Regions from separate parts of the Mus musculus genome. Here all the other regions are linked to region 1. Evidence: chromatin contacts called from public promoter capture Hi-C data. All regions are on one chromosome and are shown on one strand. Each heading gives the region's core, a stretch centred on a gene start, on an enhancer-like site or on the middle of the called end of the contact. The rest is flanking DNA. Distances are from core to core; before and after follow the strand shown. Region 1 holds the start of Cmtm7 (CKLF-like MARVEL transmembrane domain containing 7). Region 2 overlaps Stt3b (STT3, subunit of the oligosaccharyltransferase complex, homolog B (S. cerevisiae)). Region 3 holds the start of Ccr4 (chemokine (C-C motif) receptor 4). Region 4 overlaps Stt3b (STT3, subunit of the oligosaccharyltransferase complex, homolog B (S. cerevisiae)).

Region 1 (2,700 bases), core at 137-2,636:
CTGCTTAGCACCAGACCTTTTTAGTTCCGTATTAAAACTGCCTGTGTCCCAATCTTGGTCCATTTAGGCACCCTTCTCAGGAGAGGCGGAACGTCTTCCTCCCACCTTTCTACACTCTAGGCATCCAAAATAACGGTTATGGAAGGCACAAAGCTCTGGCCCTGTACCAGCCCCGGGGGGGGGGGGTCGGGGAGGGGGGAGGCTGCTCCAGCTTCGCTGGCAGGTCCCAGCTTCCGGGTCTGTGACCTTGCACTGGGGTCCCTACATCTCTCCGCAGCTTTCTACAAACCACCACTCCCCTCTCCACCCATGATAAGTAGGGAATTCAAACGGCCCAGCCCAGTTTCAAAACACACCACACAAACAGAAAAGGTATTGTAGACGAGACATTTGCACAGAGGTTGAAAAACAAAAACGGGAGGGAAAAAAGAAGGGTGGGTAGAGAGCGAACAGGATCAGGCCTGGTAAACTTCTGGTCGGGCCAGAAGCTTTTGTGCAGCTCTGGTCACAGTAACAGCCGGCTGCTCGCCTTGCCCTGCCTGGCTCCAAGCGAGCACCAGAAGCCCCCTAGCCACAAGCCTGCCTAGTTAACCTAGTTAACTAGTTCTGCCTTCTGAGGCGCCTCGGAAGGCTGACAGGGCGCAGGGGACCTGGCGATGGTCTGAAAGGCGGCGCTTCTCCCGATCCCCAGCAGAGATTCGAAAGTCAAGCCGAGCCCTCTTGTCGCCGAGCTCTACCCTCTCGGGCGGGAGCCCGTGCGCGGCCTGGAGATGGCAGGGGATAGCAGGAGACTCTCCCTCCCCCAGCCCGGGTGCGAGACGTGCGGCCTGGAGAAGAGGAAGGAAGACGAGGAGGAACTCGCACCCCGGGTTTCGGTGGGGAAGTGAGCTGGGCCCGGTAGGGAGGCAGCTGGAGAAGTGAGGGGGCCAGGGATCCTGTCGGCTGTTCCCGGAACTTTCTAGGGGGACACTGGGGCATCAAAGGGGCGCGCGGTGCTCCCAAGGTCCGGGCCAGGTGCAGCCCCGTGTACGGGTCCCCAGGTTCCACTCCACTCTTCTTACCATCTGCGCCACTTTGAACAGGGCGCCGTGGGTGAGCGGGTACACCCGGTCCAGCAGTCCCTCCGAGGGCTGGCCTGGCCCCAGCGCGCCGCCGCTGCTGCACGTGGTCCGGACGAGCCCCGATCCATGAGACATCGCGCGACCCAGCCCGGGCTGGCCGCCTCCGAGGCCCGGGGACCTCTGGCCGGTGAAGCTGGGACGGGACGGGGCGGAGCCTCAGGGGCGGGGCGCACGGCTCCCTCTTCCCAGCTGCGGCCGGACCCGGAGAGGACTCGGGAGCAGATGCCCCGCAAGCCCCTGCCCTCTAGACACGCGGAAGTTGGACTGGCGTGGGCAGGAAACCGGACGCCTGGGGCCCTGGCCTCTCCCAGGAGCGCACCGCCCAGGTCACAGCTGGTGATGAGCCTCCAGGGATTTTTTGTGTGGGTGCGGCTGCTACTAGGTACTGACACGAGTAGGGGGAAATGCCCTGAGCATACCGTGCTGCGCTGTTCATTTCTGCTTCTGTGTGTGTGCACGGGGCACGCACCTGTGCCACCATCACCTACAGCAATAAAAACAGGTCCATCGCCTCAGGACCTTCCTCCCCCACCCTCCCACCATTCTGCTTTCTTTCTTATTATTTTTTTTTGTTGTTGTTATTTTTGCCTTTTTTTCTTTCTTTCTAAAAACATACTCTCTCTTGCCAGAGTTGGGTAGCACTTATTTTTAATTCCAGCACTAGGAAGGCAGAGGCAGGAGGATCTCTGTGAGTTCGAGGTCAACCTAGTCTACATAGTGAGCCCCAGGACAGCCAGGACTACACAGAGAGATCCTGCCTCAAAAACAAACAAAACAAACAAACAAGCCAGGCTCTCAGTGTGTACCACTGGCTAACCTGGAACTCCTGTATAAACCCAGCTAGCCTCAAACTCGCAGGTATTCTCCTTGCCTCTGCTTCCCGGGTGCTGGAATGATACCATACCCAACCGAGGTGACTCTAGGCACTGTCAAAGTCGACAGTTAAAGCTAATCAGGACACCACTCTCAGCATCGCAGTACATCTTTTTAAGTATGTATGTGTGTGTGTGTGTGTGTGTGTGTGTGTGTGTGTGTATACAGAGGCCAGTGGAGGATGTCTAGTGTCCTGCTCTGTCACTCTGTCTACCTTACTCTTCGGTGAAGAGAGATTCGTCTATCTCAGGACATAGAAAATGTCTGATAAAAGCAGCCTAAGAAAAGAGGAGAGATTCTTTTGTCTCATGATGGAATGTTTACTTTTCTTTTCCTGGTCTGTTATTGGACCTGGGGTGAATAGAAGTTTGTTTGTCTCAGTGTTAGAAGTCAAACAACACCAGGTTAGTCCTAATTTATGCTCCCTGCCCACACGCAGGGTTTCTCTGTATATTACTGGCTGTCCTGGAACTCACTCTGGAATCCAGGCTGGCCTCAAACTCAGAGATCTGTCTGCCTCTGCCTCCCCAGTACTGGGGTTAAAAGCGTGTGCCACTACTGCCTAAGACTTTTTTTTTTAAATAGATTCTTTGATTTTTTTTTTAACTTAGTGAATTTATTTTATGTGTATGGGTGTTCTGCCCACATCTAGCTCTGTGCGCCATGTGTGTGCCGGGTGCCTGCAGAAGCCAGAAGAAATTACAAA
Region 2 (2,849 bases), core at 178-2,677, 460 kb after region 1:
TTTTAAATGAGGCATTGCCAGAACATTTTGTACATTGACTTGGCCCAGCGATGTTCTGTACCCTTGGTGCTGTGAAACAGGACATGAGCAGAAGGCAAAGACCGGTTCTCTCAAGGACTGCTGCAAGTGAGGCCAGAACAGCGCATTTAAACAGTCTTCTTAGAGGTCTTCTTGCCTTTCTTAAACACTAGCTTATTTTTAACGTAGCCACGCTTCCTTTTAGTAGTCTAGAAAGAGAGAAGAATACATGGAATTAGTTCAGGTGTCTCACACACAGAAGCACCTAGACACACCCAGCTTTTGTTATGAAAGTTAGTCTTGGGACCTGACAGTGCACTGCTGTCCTGTAAGAAAACTTGGATGAGTAGCTTTAGAGGACCGACAGCGTCCCTCCTGTCTCCCTCTTCAAGCACTACACGCTTAGTGGGAACAACAGCAGAGTCCAGGTCCAGTCTAAGGAACTAGAAAGGTGATGCTACTGCTGGCTAAGCAGCCGCAGGAAACTGGCTGTGTCAGAAATACAGTAATGGAGCCCGTCTCAGAGCCCCACTCTCCCATCTGCAGAATGAGGATGATAATCCATGTACCTTCAAAACTTAAAAGGCAAAAATCCCTTGGCCTATTCTGTCATGTCCTCTGAGGAAGGCAGCATGTCAAGATGAAAACAAACATTCCTCTAGTTTCATAAATCTTGTAAAAATAAAACAATTCTTCACAGCTTGTTGTCTAATATTGTTTATGTGGGCATATGTGTGCACTTAGGCATACACGCACATAGGTCCAACGCCAACCTCTACTGTTCTCCATCTTGTTTTTGAGACAGTGACAGTCTGTCACTGAACCTAGAGCTCACCAATTCAGCAAGGTTGGCCGGACAAGGGATCTGCCTGCCCCGCCAGTGGTAGGTTGACAGGTGTATGCTGCCTGTCATAATGTGCTTCTGATGCAGGTGCCAGGGATCAGGTCAGCAGTCACTTTGCCCACTGAGCCATCTCTCCAGCCCTACTAAAATGCAGGTGTTTCTGTAGAAGACTGCACCAGATATGGTTGGAGAAACTGCTACAAGGACATCTGCTAAACCAAGAGGATGGCCAGATCTAAGACGCAGAGGAAAGCACTGTATGTATCTCATGCAGGAACTAGGTTTTTACATTAACACTTGTTACCAAGGCTGCCCTGGTGGTGGAGAGAACCAACTCTACAGACTGTCTTCTGATCTCTGCACCTCAGGAGTGGGGCATACCTCCTCCTCCACTCCTCAAACTAAATATGTTAAAAATAAATTTCTATTTAGACATACATAGAGCCAGTATTCAGGAGGTGAGGACAGTAAAGTTTCTAGTTTCAGACCAGCCTAGTCTACACTGCAAATCACTTCATAAAAGTGAATACAAGTTACCACTTGGAAAGTCTAAGCGATGTGACTCATGTTCTGAAGTGGTGGGCGTGTACTTAGCCAGTGTGAGTGAACTGTTCAGGTTACGGAGTCCCTAGGGACTGCCTGCATCAGTTTACTGATCAGTACTATGCAACCATAGCCACGGTGGCACTCCTGACTGACGGCACCTCTCCCTGCGGCCACTGTCACTGTCAGCTATCTCTACTAGGGAAGGTTAGGACATCTACCCAACTTAAAGGAGTAATGACCCCAGTAAGAGACTACCTGACCCACTGTTTGTTAAGAAAGGACTGCCATGGTCTCCTCACAATCCCTGCCTACAAGCTCTGTCATAGTAATTACATTAAAAATAGGTAGCTTAAGAAAAGGGATTTGTTTGGGTTTTTGTTTCAGAAGGGCTCATTCAACTGCAGACAATCTACTCAGCAAACAAAATAAAAGCCCCATTCAAGAGTAGAGCATGAATACAAGTGTGCTTTAACCTGAAGAGGAGGAAGCAGTCACTACAGCTCTCCTAAGTTCTGAGTTTCATGCAGGCAGGACAGCACTAGCCAGACACCATTTAGATCCCAGGGAGAGATGCAGAGACTGGAGTAAGAATGCCTGCAGAAAAGCTTCCATTGGGGTTGCCAACAACCAGCAGGCCACCTGCAAAGTTGTGGCTTGAGGTTGCTCAAGTGCTCCTGATGAAAACAGGACTCCTGTAGCCTTGTATCTTCCTCACACAATCCGTCATGTTCTTCATGAGCAGTTGTTAGCATTTCCAATAGCAGCCTACTCACCCACTAACCCACTGAACCCAGGAGATTATTTCGGCAGGCACCCACCTTCTTTGACAAATACTTCTGTTTGGGGACGATGTTGGTGACTCGAGGTTTGTGACCTAGTGTCTCCCTGTTGTCAGGTGCTTTCACTTTATATATCCTGACAAGCCAGTGCTCTGATGTAAAAGCTTCCTCCAAATGCTTGAATTTAATGTCTTTATTTCCAATCTCAGCATTACGTGTTCGGTCAAAGCCTGGGGGAGTGCGAAAATCTAGCTGCGAAAGAAACATCAAAACCTAATGTTAGCCTTTTGGAAAACATTCAGTATTGCAAAGTAGCAACTACTGTCAAAGGACAATGACCTTTTTTTTAAATCTACAATACAGAATGGAAGAAGCATCATAACAGGTCTCAATGCCCAGATAGAAGAATTCATGAAGACAACTAGACCCATCAGAGTATATATGTCAGAGTCCTTACAAATTGATAGATATGCAGTGTAAGTGTGGTCCTGGGCATGGAGAAGGATGGAGGAGGATGGAGGAGAGTGGAGGAGAGTGGAGGAGGATGGAGGAGAGTGGAGGAGGATGGAGGAGAGTGGAGGAGAGTGGAGGAGAGTGGAGGAGAGTGGAGGAGGATGGAGGAGAGTGGAGGAGAGTGGAGGAGGATGGAGGAGAGTGGAGGA
Region 3 (2,868 bases), core at 104-2,603, 290 kb before region 1:
ATCCGTCTCCACGGTGTCTCCACCGAGGGGGAGGGCTATGAGGTCCTAGGCGTGCACAGCCACTCCTGGCTTTTGCTCACCTTCTGGAGAGCTCAAGGCCCTGTGTTTTAGGTACGAACGCATTGCCCACTGAACCATCACCCCTACCCCTGGTGTTTTTTCAAAAGAGATTTTATTTCTTTGGTTTTTTTTTTTTTTTCCCCTTGGAAAAGCATGATGAAGACTTGTCACATGGGAGAGTCTCCTGGGAGGCTTGTCAGTGACTAACAACTGTCTTGTGTTGCTATCATTTTACCAGTAAAGTTTAAAGGGGGAAAAAAATTTCAGTAAAACAGAAGAATGAAGATAGGCTCAGAAGAACAAACCGCCAAACAAAAAGGATAGTCCAGTCTACTGGCCCATATATATATGCCAGCATTTGAGAGGCTGAGGCACAGGCAGGAAGGCCAGAAGTTCAAGGCCATGCTCAGCAACACTGAGGGTGAGGCCAGCCTGCACTGTATCTGACTCTCAAAACCAAGTGAGGCCAAGAGGATGCTCTGCAAATGGAGACATCTGCCTAACCCTGAGTTTAATTCCTTGGTCTCACATGGTAGAAAAAAAAACAGACTCCCGCAAATTACCCTCTGACACGCACCCTCCGTATATAGGCACACACACACATCCATATATACCTGCACTACATAAAGAAATGTAATAAAATACATTTCAAAAGAAAATTACTAATTAAGTAAGTAAGTCACCTACGATGCCGTAATTCCTGGGTATGTGATATTCCTTGCTGGAACAAGCAGAAAAGTTTGCAGTCCTCGTCAGACTTGAGGGCGTGAGCCGAGTCCGGAATGGATGCCTGGCTGGTGAAGCCTCAGGCGGCCTGCCTGCAGACAGGTAGGAAGTGTGTGTTCTCCAAGACAGAGGCCAGCACCAGCAAGATTAAGAAGCCTGAGTGTGAAGCTGCTGAGATGGCTTGGTGGCTAAGGTCCCTGGCTGCTCTGGAAGAGGACACGGCTTCAATTTCTAACACCCGGATGGTGGCTCGAAACCATCTGTAACCCCAATTCCAGGGGATCCGAGGCCCTTTTCCTTTTCTTACAACCTCCTTAGGCACAAGCACACACGTGGGCACTTACATATTTGCAGGCAAAACATTCTTACACATACAACAAGATAAATTAACAAAACAAAACAAAACAAAACCTGAGTGTGGGGCCAGGCAGGTAGCTAGTCACCTGTCCGTGCTCCCCGAAGCCACAGGCACCTGCAGCAGCGCAGCCACAGGTCCCGCGAATGTCCCTGTCTCCACCTACCTTGCTCTTCTGAAAGTGATCCTGAGGACAGTCTATGAAGCAATGCCAGGATCCTAGAAGCAGCAAAGGTGCTTTGAAGGGTATGTGACTTCCTGTGACACTGTGATATACCAACTCTCCCCTCACCCATGTGGGGCTTCTTGACAAAAGGAAGAAGAAAGAAAAAAAAAAAAAAAAGCTGAGTGACTCATTTCCCCAAACGCAAAGCTAGGCTGGTGTAGTTTCTTCTGTGGCAGGGAAGAAAAATGACAAGAAGGTAAGAGCCAGGTGCAGCGGCGTAGACTGTGATCCCAGCACGTGGGAGGTGGAGGCAGGCGGTCATCCTGGGCTACATAGTGTGTTTAAGGCTAACCTGAACTACATGTGAACCTGCCTCAAAAAAGAATGGATGGGAGGGCATGGAGGGAAGGGACAGGGAGGGAGAATAAAAAGGGAAACTTTAAGGCTTTTCAAGTTGTGAAATATATGTGCTGTGGGTTAGGGATGGCGCACAGAGGCAGAGGGTTTGCTTAGAGTGATCAAAGCCCTGGGTCTAATCGCAGGACCACAAAGAGCAGTTGTTTAAAAAAAGAAAAACTGTGAGCACGAGTCCCTTGATTAGGTCTTCAACTCTGGGAGAAGACCAAAAACAAAAAAACCAACAAGAAACAAAACAAAACAACCAACAACAAAACAAGCAAAAACAAAAACAAACCAAAAACAACAAACCGAACAAAAACATGCAGAGGAGGGGAAAGTTGATTTAATGATGTGAGTCTGACTTACAAGGTGACTTCGTCAGGTAACTCCATTTTCAGAGGATCTGCTGCCCTCTCCTAGACATGGCACAAGCTCGACGCAGCAACACACATGGAGGCAAAACCTCCATCCATATAAACAAAACCGGAAATGACTGAGCTGCCAGGGGGAGCATGAGTTGATCTTGAGACCCAGGGCAGCTTTCAGCCTTGTGGGATGGGCAAGCTGCTACTACCCAGAGGTAACCAGCAGGCAGCCTGGCACAGTGCATCCCCACTCCTTAAGAACCAGGAGACCTTCCTGCAGGGAGGATTTCAAATGAAACATCAGGGTCAGAAGAGACAAGAGCACTGGCTGCTCTTACAGAGGACCTGCCACCAGCTCTCTGTACCCAAGTGTCTGTAGCTCCATTTCTAGGGGACCTGACACTCTCTTCGTCTCTGTGGCTACTGCACACATGTGGCGCACTTACATATATGTAGGCCAAAGCCTCATACACATACAAGTGAGAATAAATAAACATTGTTTTTCTGGGGCAGGAGACATGAAGTTTGTAGCCTCAGCTGCCCTGAAATTCAGAGATCTGCCTGCCTCTGCTTCTGAAGTGTAGGATTAAAGATGTGTGCCATTACACCTGACTAAAAATAAATAAATCTTTTTTTTTCTTTTTTTGAGACAGGGTTTCTCTGTGTAGCTCTGGCTGCCCTGGAACTTTGTAGACCAGGCTGGCCTCGAACTCAGAAATCCGCCTCTGCCTCCCGAGTGCTGGGATTAAAGGCATGTGCCACCATGCCCGGCAAATAATCTTTTTTTTTTTTTTAAA
Region 4 (2,822 bases), core at 144-2,643, 510 kb after region 1:
GAGTCCACAAAGCTTTTATACCCAAGGCAAGAGCACAAGTCTAACGCAGCCTCTGCGCACCAAACCCAAGGCACACGGCAGGAACAATCAAGTAGGAGCAGAGAAGAAAGGTAACGGCCCGGGGAGGCAGCTGGGATGAGTGCGGGCAATGAGAAACCAGAAAGGCCAGGAGTGACAGCTTGTGATCTCAGTACTCAGGGGAGGAGCACTGGGAAGTGAAATCCCAGGCCAAATGGCCTACACAAGGAGAGCCTGTCTCAAAGAAACCCAAAAAGCAAAAGAGAAAGTGTTGTACAAGAGAATGAATGGAGTAGATGGAGGCCGGCATGGGCCAACACAACACCAGGCAAAGCCTTGAACCCTTCTCTCGAGTTCTAATTTGCTTTAAGTTGAGAAGTTAGGTTAACTATAGTTTGTATTAAAAAAATAAATAAATCAGGAAACACAAGCTCCTACAGAGACAAGACTCCCAGGAAGTCTTGTCTGACAGAACATTCGAATAAATAGCACACACCTCTACACAAGGCTTTTCTACGCATCACTTCTACAAAGTGATAAATCATTTATTTTTTAAAATTTCTCAAGTATATTTATATACCAAGCTTTTTTGATGTACGAAGAAAATTGAAAAACAAAATGGTTTTTCTGGGGCTTAAATACAATAAACACAAAGCAGATTAGAGATGGGAAAGGTTCCACAAAATGTGAGTAAATTTAGAAGATAGGACAGACTCCTCTAAGCAAGGATAAAGTTCTATCTCACACCATCTGTACGACACTTAAGAATGAAGGAGTCACCTACTCAGAGAGAGGTTAAAGAAACTAGTAAGTAAAGGCAAGCCTGCCTAGCTTGCTTTCTACTGCAAATGCTGGGGTAATGTTGTGATAAAACATTTGAACCAAAAGCAGTTTGGGGAAGGGAGGCTTATTTCAGATTGTATGTCCCCACTATAACCCATCATGGAGGGCAGTCAAGACAGGAACCTGAGGGCAGGAAGTGGAGCAGAGAGCACAAAGGAACAATGCTTACTGGCTTGAGCCTCATGGCTTGCTCACCTGCCCAGGATGGAATTGCCTGTAATGAGCTGGTCTATCAATCATTAACAAGGGAATAACTCGCCCACAGGGTAAGCTGATGGGGAGTCTCTCCCCAGGTAGTCAATCTATGGGCACAGTTCCTGAGAGGGAGCGTGGTTATGAGGTCTGAAGACTGTTTACAATTCTTCTAACTTGTGGTACTAAATATGGCATTTTTTCATTCTCTCATCTGGCACACATTCACAAACACAAACAAAACCTCGGAATGAGATGACTGGATTAAGGCACAAATGTCTAACACCTGGCCAAAGTCATACAGCTATGAAGTGGCTGAGATGGCAGCTCTAGCCCCAGCACCCACATTCTTCAACTTGATCCCAGGATGACTCTGAGCAGTGGTGGCAGCAGTGGTGGCGGTGGCAGCAGTGGCAGCGGTGGCAGCGGTGGAGGCTGCAGAACTTCACTCACATCCCCTTCTGGGCACTGTTATTTTGAAGTAGATTTAAAAGTGCTTAGGAGTTCCAAAAGGCTCTCCCTTGGCTATGTTCCTAAGAATTGGAATACAGAACATGTTGTCCTCCATTTAATCTGCACTTCTCTGTTATATTTTGGGTACTTGTACAAATCTCATTTAATGAAAGGGTTCAAAGCTAAGAGTATTTGAAAAACACTGGTTATTCATGTTTAGATATGTATTCTATAAACATGTAACTAAGAACTGATAAAGTTCTCTTAATTGTTTTAAGATGTGGGGCTGAAGAGATGTTTCAGCAGTTAATAGCACTTGTTGCTCTAGAAGAGGATCAGGTTCAGTTTCTAGCACCCACACGATAGTTCACAACTGTGACCTTGGTTCTAGAATGACTTCTGATCTCTTTAGCACCATGCATATGGTACACACACACACACACACACACACACACACACACACACACACACAGGCTAAACACTCATAAGCATAAAATGAATCTTTAAAAGAAAATTTAAGAATGAACTTGAAACCAGACATGGGGTGGCAGCACACGCCTTTAAACTCAAGGCTCAGGAGGCAGAGGCTGCAGATCTCTGTGAGTTGGAGGCGAGCCTGGATTACAGGGTGAGTTCCAGGACAGCCAGGATTACATAGTGAGACCCTGGCTCAAAAGAAAGAAAGGAGTAACATGGAACCTTTTGTTAAGTTACTTTGGAACCAATACAGAAGAGTCCAGCAAAATGGCTGGGTTGCTTCAGATTTAAACTCTTTAACAGTTACTGTAACCATGGCCCCTAACAAACCTTGATCAGGCCTGCTTGATAGGTGACAATCACTACCTCCTAAAGGCCTTATCAAGTTTATAAATGCTTTCTTACAAGCCAAGTGTTACTCCCATAAAAGAAAAACAGAGCAGTGTGTCTCCATCTCTGCCCTACCTGGACCCAAGGTCAACTTCTGTCAATCTTGACAGAACTAGTTTCAGTGAACTGATGTCTAGTCTGTCCCACTGTGCTAGGCTCTTCTTCTTCTTGTCTTAGGAAGGGATGTATACGCACGAGCATAAGAGCAATTCTCCCTTTCTCTCAACAAGGCTCAGCCTCTCCTTCCACCAAAGACAAGCGTGCTACCCAGTATTAAGAACTACTTTGGGAGAACAGCTAATAATAAAAGTGTCTGCTTCCTTACAAGTGTCACTCCTGAACAGCAATGGCTTTGGCGCAGAGTGCAGCAGAAGGACAGGACACAGACCATTCTCACACAGAAAGTTTGCTCTCTTGTGCATACATCTCTATAGCAAAAATGATTGGCA

The links. Promoter capture Hi-C pulls out the DNA fragments that hold promoters and counts their contacts. Capture Hi-C pulls out chosen DNA fragments and counts their contacts.
Region 2: a promoter capture Hi-C map of hippocampal neurons shows a contact between it and region 1, with 4 times the contacts expected there. The contact joins the enhancer-like site here to the promoter of Cmtm7 in region 1. A contact is called at or near these places in 5 of 39 promoter capture datasets (the 3T3-L1 cell line, cranial neural crest, hippocampal neurons and 1 more), 7 of 484 Hi-C or Micro-C datasets (the CH12 cell line, cerebellar granule neurons, cerebral cortex and 4 more) and 5 of 115 datasets of contacts at active chromatin or transcription factors (bone marrow-derived dendritic cells, cardiomyocytes, embryonic forebrain and 2 more).
Region 3: a promoter capture Hi-C map of pancreatic islet shows a contact between it and region 1. The contact joins the promoter of Ccr4 here to the promoter of Cmtm7 in region 1. A contact is called at or near these places in 1 of 115 datasets of contacts at active chromatin or transcription factors (memory CD8 T cells) and 1 of 9 other capture datasets (pancreatic islet).
Region 4: a promoter capture Hi-C map of hippocampal neurons shows a contact between it and region 1, with 4 times the contacts expected there. The contact joins the enhancer-like site here to the promoter of Cmtm7 in region 1. A contact is called at or near these places in 6 of 39 promoter capture datasets (the 3T3-L1 cell line, the HPC-7 cell line, cranial neural crest and 3 more), 1 of 484 Hi-C or Micro-C datasets (cortical neurons), 2 of 115 datasets of contacts at active chromatin or transcription factors (craniofacial prominence and large pre-B cells) and 1 of 9 other capture datasets (liver).

What each region holds. Positions count from the first base shown.
Region 1 is chr9:114,780,607-114,783,306 of GRCm38.p6, forward strand. Cmtm7 (CKLF-like MARVEL transmembrane domain containing 7) reads right to left here and starts at 1,387. Exons shown (of 5, transcript NM_133978.2): 1 at 1,062-1,387. The coding sequence starts at 1,196. It overlaps Gm9888 (a long non-coding RNA gene), which reads left to right. Exons shown (of 3, transcript XR_003948087.1): 3 at 692-1,066.
Region 2 is chr9:115,243,819-115,246,667 of GRCm38.p6, forward strand. It overlaps Stt3b (STT3, subunit of the oligosaccharyltransferase complex, homolog B (S. cerevisiae)), which reads right to left. Exons shown (of 16, transcript NM_024222.3): 15 at 2,227-2,439; 16 at 1-227. The coding sequence ends at 147. Among named protein-coding and RNA genes, the nearest start is that of Gm26962, 45 kb to the left of the region's middle. Within about 2 kb of position 1,428, at least 16 of the 459 cell types and tissues checked have an H3K27ac peak or open chromatin away from gene starts, as enhancers often do.
Region 3 is chr9:114,495,191-114,498,058 of GRCm38.p6, forward strand. It overlaps Ccr4 (chemokine (C-C motif) receptor 4), which reads right to left and starts at 1,354. Exons shown (of 2, transcript NM_009916.2): 1 at 1,308-1,354.
Region 4 is chr9:115,286,893-115,289,714 of GRCm38.p6, forward strand. The region is part of intron 1 of Stt3b (STT3, subunit of the oligosaccharyltransferase complex, homolog B (S. cerevisiae)); the gene reads right to left. Among named protein-coding and RNA genes, the nearest start is that of Stt3b, 22 kb to the right of the region's middle. Within about 2 kb of position 1,394, at least 37 of the 459 cell types and tissues checked have an H3K27ac peak or open chromatin away from gene starts, as enhancers often do.